Linked DNA regions of Mus musculus: region 1 is linked to region 2. The links are chromatin contacts, called in public promoter capture Hi-C maps. All regions are on one chromosome and are shown on one strand. The core of a region is the stretch at or near the end of the contact, and the rest is flanking DNA. Distances in the headings are between cores, read along the strand shown.

Region 1 (2,860 bases), core at 211-2,710, 46 kb after region 2:
AAAGTTGATTAAAAGGCTAAACTACAAATATGACTCAGGAGAGAACAAGCAAAATACAAATTGAGTTGAGAGCATCATAGAACATAGCACAGCACTGTGGAACACTACACAGTAATCAGAACAGAGAGAACACGCATAAACTCCATAGAACCTAAGCCCTACAGGAAGAGAACATGAAAAGAAGAGAAAAACAAGAAGAGAAATGGCTCATAGGAAGATAGCTAACAGTTTTCCAGAAAGCAAGAAAACATAAATCCTTAGGTTAATACTATATATCAGGTCCTAATTAGAATAAACCAAGACAAGTCAATACCCTGGGCATGCATCATGTGTAACTGAAGAGACAGGGAAAATACTGAAGTCTGCTAGAAACAAACACGGAAGCAAAGCATTTCTGTAGCATGGATTACTTGAAGTGGAATGTCTGGAACAAGGGATACAAACATCAATACAATGGATAAGATTAAAATGTGATTTGTGGATTTTAATAATATTTCTCTCAGTCTAAAAACATATTTGTTTTAGTACAGTCTGTGATGGCACCCCCCCCCAGCTATCCATTTATTTATATGCTTGCAACTGCATTACCACTATTGATTCATATTGAGCATGAGGCCAATTAAAATCCCCAGGTCTTTTTCAGATGAAAGGCTATCAAATGAGGTCCTCTTCAGTATGGACCTAGGCAATTAAAGTTTAAAATACAAATGCTGGACTATTCATATATTGGAGTCATCCTTGACAGTTTGAGTTATTTTCAAAAGTTCCTTAAAGGAACTAGACTTGAGCTGCATAGATTTATTTTAAGCTGGGGATAGAGAGGAGAGTTGGGGTGGAGGCAAGAGGAGCAATAAGGTATTCGAGGCAGTTGTAGGGTAGGAGAGGAATATAGAGTAGATACAAGGAGGGTGGAGATAATGTGTGTGTGGAGGGAAAGATATCAGTTAAGGGGAGGGTGAGACCTAAAGGAGCAAGGAAGACACAAGGCTTCTAGTCCCCCTGCTTCGTGGTACTGACCAGATCATACAGTTAAATAGTGTGGCTTAGCTAATAGCACAGGGACAGGGACACTGGAGTGCTGACGCATCACCCGTCCAACTAAATATTATGTATAATAAAACTTGAATGGAAAACTAAAAGGGGTGTTCTAAAAGTATAATCCAATAGCAAATTCAAGATTATTTATTGTTTGTTTCCGTGGTTTTGTTTGTATATTTGGTTGGTTGGTTTTTGTCTTTCAGGCAAAAACACTTTAAAGCAAAGAAGGAAGTATAAAAAAGGAAGATGTTGAATACATGGGAAACTAAACACAGACAGACGAGAGAGGAATATACATCACAGTAAACAACAGCAAACCTTAGTTCTAGTCTGAGTTCTACCTCTTACAAACCACGCAACTTGTACAGTTTCCTTATCAGTGACTATCCTTGAAATGGAGCTCCAGAGGGTTGAAACTAGGTCTGTGGTTTGTTTTCTTTTTTCTTTTCCATTGCTCTATCCTCAGTTCCAACGATAAGGTCTAGCATATAGTCAGGGCACAGCAAACATTCATTAAATACATAAATGAATGAATGATGCCAGTCCTGCCTCATGCATGGAGTCACTGTGACCTTCAAATGAAATTAGAGATGAGAAAATATTACAGGAAATGAAAACACTGAGCAATCTTTCAGAAAAGCACTACATGTACTACTGAGAATTCTTTTTCCAAGTTAAATTATGAAGTCATTTGCAGTTCTTTAAGGGTGAAATGGTAAGTGGGACAATATTTTCTAGTCTTTTTTTAGCATGGAAAAGAACAAGAATGGTGAAAGTTTAAAGCACTTCAAGTGAGGCGAGGCACACACCAAGATCTGTTCTCTCATTGTTACCCAATGATCTGATGCTAGGACTTACAATGATGTTAATTAGAGTTGACCACACAAAATGTGTTAGGCCTATCTGCTATTTTAAAAAAGAAAAGTCTTACAAAGACAGTAATATTATTCCCATTTGAGGCAAGAAAATGAAGGTTCAGAAAAGTTAAATGACTTGTTTAAAACGAAGATGAAAAGGTTGTAAAGACAAACTTATCTCAGGTTCTCTTGTCTCTGATGTCAGTGGGAAGAAAATACAGATAAACAGGCTTCTACACACCATAAAGATGCCTTCATTAAGAGACACATTAAAAGGTGGAACATGTTGGTCTAACAAGTTTCTCATCACTGAAGCAGGGTTACTACATAATTTACCAAGCTCAGTGAAAAATGAAATGACCCCATGGACATGAAGTCAGGTCTCACTAGATGTTTTTGAGAAATTCCCCCAGCCTCTGAACAGGGATGTTAAACAGAAATGAGTCTGAGCTGACACATAGGTGGAGACACCTTTAAATTGAGACTTTGTGGTCCTATACAAGTGGTCCTCAACCCTTCGAATGCTATGACCCTTTAATACAGTTTCTCATGTTATGTTTATGGTAGTCATCTCCAACCATAAAATTATTTTGTTGCTACTTCATAACTGTAATTTTGCTACTGTTGTGAATTGTATACAGGATGTCTGATATGTGACCCTCACCTCAATGAGGTCACAACCTATAGGCTGAGAATAACTGTTTTACATTAAATTTAAATGGGTTAAGGGCACTTCCTAGGGTTGTTGACATGATACCTTAGAGGTAACTGGATGAGAAAAAATTCTTCAAGAGAACTCCGAAGAGATCAAGGGTGCTATAATCTCTGGGATACTACAAACAGAGAGCGTAAGAGCCCAGTACAAACACAGCAAACACTTTTAGTTGTGCTCTGAGACTTATTAGCTAAGCTTTGAAGAAATCATAGAAACCTGCCCCAACCTAGTCTCTCACTTTGAATATGAC
Region 2 (2,950 bases), core at 277-2,776:
CCCACACATCCAAATGGACAGAGATTAGAAGTAACCTGGCTTTTAGCCTGTAACAGTGCTATTTTAAACAATTTCAACCATATACTTGAAGGATAAAATAATGTAAAGTTACAAAAGCCAAAGGAAATCGTAAAAATGCCTACACATGTACTGGGTTAACTATTCCTCGAATCATTGAGTTTAACATAGGTTGCTTAAATGTGAAATCTACACAAAAGCGAACGCACGCTTGGTACATATTGACAGTGCCTCTTTGGGGACAACATTCTTTGAATGTGCTATACCAAGACACTGGAATGAAGAAGGAAGAGGGAAAAAAAAAAAAGGTCTCACTCTCAACTGTGAGGTGGTGCGCTAGCTTCACTAGAAATGCATTTTAATGGGTACGTTCAGATAAAAATAGGTAGTAAGGCAAAAGGTGTTTTAAGAAACCTCTCCCCTCCCCGAGGAACAGGGAAACCCGGAGGAAAAGATGGGCAACCTCCCTGGAGATCGAGAGCTAAGTTCCATCACTAGCAGAATAGAAGTTAGATCACTGCTATTTTTCACCCTGCAATGGGATAGTAGCTCTCCATGTGCAAGGTACGCGGGGCGGGAATACTGGCGGGGCTTTCACGTGGGGCAATGGCGAGTAAAGTGAGGAGAGGTCGGTACCGACAGTGATCCAGATCGCCCCAGACGCTGGTGGGGTGGAGGGTGAGGGGTAGAAAGGATCGAAGGGAAGGGGCAAAACTCCTGGAAGTTAGCGCAAAGAGGAAGCGGGAGCAGTCTGGAAGCCAGGGGGGCCATGGCTGGCAAAGCAGCCCCCTGCTCCGAGGGTAGGGTGCTCTCCTCGTGGAGCAGAGGAGCGCCGAGGGCCCCCCACGGGTCGGGCGACTCTGGGGACCCTAGAGGCAGGAGGGACAGAGGGGCACCCGCGAACAGGAGGCGGAGGACTTACACTTTGCCTCAACTCTGAGCCCCATCCCGAGCCCGGGGGAAGAGGGCGACGGGGAGCGCGGTACTCACTAGGGCTCGTTGGTGAAGCGGGGGGTCCGGGGCTGCTGGTATCCGTACAGGTGACAGTAGAGCACATCGAAGCAGAAGCAGCACATCTCCGCTGACACCACCATCTTCCGGGAGCCGGGGGATGAGGACGAGGAGGACGGCGAGGAGGCGGTGGCGGCGGCCGGAGTAGAAAGTAGGGTTCCCACTCCGCAGCTCAGAGGTGGAGACAGCGAGATGCCCCCGCCGCCGCTGCCGCTGCCGCCGCCGCCGCCGCCGCCGCCGCCGCCGCCGCAGCCCTGAGGGGGAGAGAGGGGACAGCCACCGCCGCCGCCGCTGCCGCCGCCGCCGCTCAGCCCGCCCAGTCCGTTGAGCCGCGTCCCGGCGCCTCCTAGTCCCAGCTCCCCGGCTCGGCACTGGCTCTCCCCGCTGCAGTGAGAGGAGGAGGAGGCGCCACCACCACCACCCGAGCCGGAGGGGGGCGAACTGGACAGTTTCTGCTTCTTCACCCCACAGCAACCCGCCGCCATCTTGGAACAGTCTCCCCCACGCAGCGCTTCCGACCCATAAGTGAGGCGAGCTGGCGGCGGGGGCGAGCACGCTGCGGCCCCGGCCGCCGGGGGCGCGCCGGGGGCTCGCGGTCTGCGCGCACACGCGGCTCGGCGGCCCGGGCTGCCCAGCCCCGCCAAGGCTCTCGGGCGTGCTCGCGCCCCCGCCTGCGGCGCGCGCCACGAGCTTTGGTGGCTTGGCGCCTACGGTGGGTCCCGCCCGACTCGCGCCTCCTGGGAGCCGGGTTCCTGGCGGAGGATGGAAGGCGGAAAAGCGAAGGGAAAGGCAAAAAAAAAAAAAAAAAAGAAAAAAGAGAGAGAGAGAGAACAAGACTTGGAGGAGTGGGAGGAAGAAGAGGAGATGGGCGAGCTCCAAGAAGAAGCAGGGGGACAGAAACTAGTGAAAGGGGGAAAGAAAGGAGAAAGTCTGAAATAAGCATCCAAGTTCCAAAGCGCACCTTGGTGATACCCCATTGCATGTAGTGTTAGTGACACTCGAGCCCAGTTAGGTGGAACCTGAGCCACCCGGCCTCAAATACACTGGTTCTGAACTGTTAAGAGTGTGAGCAAGCAGGTGCTCCTTGGAGCTCCACACCTGAGACAGCCACTGTAAAAGCCATCCGGGAAATGGCCACACGACAGTGTCTTTAACGCTAACCTAGCCAGACACCACAGTTTTTCTGAGATTTTGCTAAAAAAATGCAAAACTTTAATCTTTCTAATTGACAAATATTAAAGTCCAATTCAATGTGTATATCTTGTATATCCCTCCATCTTCTCCTCGTAGTCCAGAGAGACCATTAAAAAGCAAGAATACATATATAAATACGTGCCTCACAAACACCCCACAGAATCAAAGATGTTCCTTGTGTTTTCAGACTTACAGCCATGGGCTTTTCGGGTTTGGAACTCGAAAACAAAGAGATTCGAAAACAAAGAGATTCGAAATATAAGTGCAATGTCCAGACCTTGGAGATAAATATATAAGTCAGGTAGTGTCACTTTAGTTGCAAGTTAGAAGATTTTGTTCAGATGTATAATGAGACAATTCTTAATTCTCAGTTTTAAGAAATTGTCTCAAAACTCTTTGAATGAATGGGGAGGTGTATGATTGAGTCAGTCCTGTTTTGGGCACTTAAGAAGGGGCTGTAAAATGACAATAGCCAGCTGTAAAAATTCATTTAAAAATAAACCAAGTAGAAAATAACTGATCTCCATTGTGTCTACATGGTGTCAAAATACCCCCCCCCCCAAAGTCAGGAGTCTGTCTGTCTGCAAACAGTAGAGGGTGGATTTTGGCACCTTTGATCTAAGTGTGTGGGACCTTACAAACAGGTGAGAGCATTTTTATTAAACTCAAGCTGTAGAAAAGAGAGGCTTGTTCGCATACTAACTAACCATTGAGCCTCTGTTTACAC

The links. Promoter capture Hi-C pulls out the DNA fragments that hold promoters and counts their contacts.
Region 1: a promoter capture Hi-C map of fetal liver shows a contact between it and region 2, with 2.6 times the contacts expected there. The contact joins the enhancer-like site here to the promoter of Ammecr1 in region 2. A contact is called at or near these places in 2 of 39 promoter capture datasets (fetal liver and frontonasal cranial neural crest), 8 of 484 Hi-C or Micro-C datasets (Th1 cells, adipose-derived mesenchymal stem cells, beige adipocytes and 5 more) and 3 of 115 datasets of contacts at active chromatin or transcription factors (embryonic fibroblasts, embryonic forebrain and fetal liver).

What each region holds. Positions count from the first base shown.
Region 1 is chrX:143,011,106-143,013,965 of GRCm38.p6, forward strand. No RefSeq gene overlaps it. Among named protein-coding and RNA genes, the nearest start is that of Ammecr1, 46 kb to the left of the region's middle. Within about 2 kb of position 1,461, at least 8 of the 459 cell types and tissues checked have an H3K27ac peak or open chromatin away from gene starts, as enhancers often do. A contact at or near this core is called in erythroid progenitors and fetal liver, where this site is marked.
Region 2 is chrX:142,965,200-142,968,149 of GRCm38.p6, forward strand. It overlaps Ammecr1 (Alport syndrome, mental retardation, midface hypoplasia and elliptocytosis chromosomal region gene 1), which reads right to left and starts at 1,527. Exons shown (of 6, transcript NM_019496.4): 1 at 1,009-1,527. The coding sequence starts at 1,514.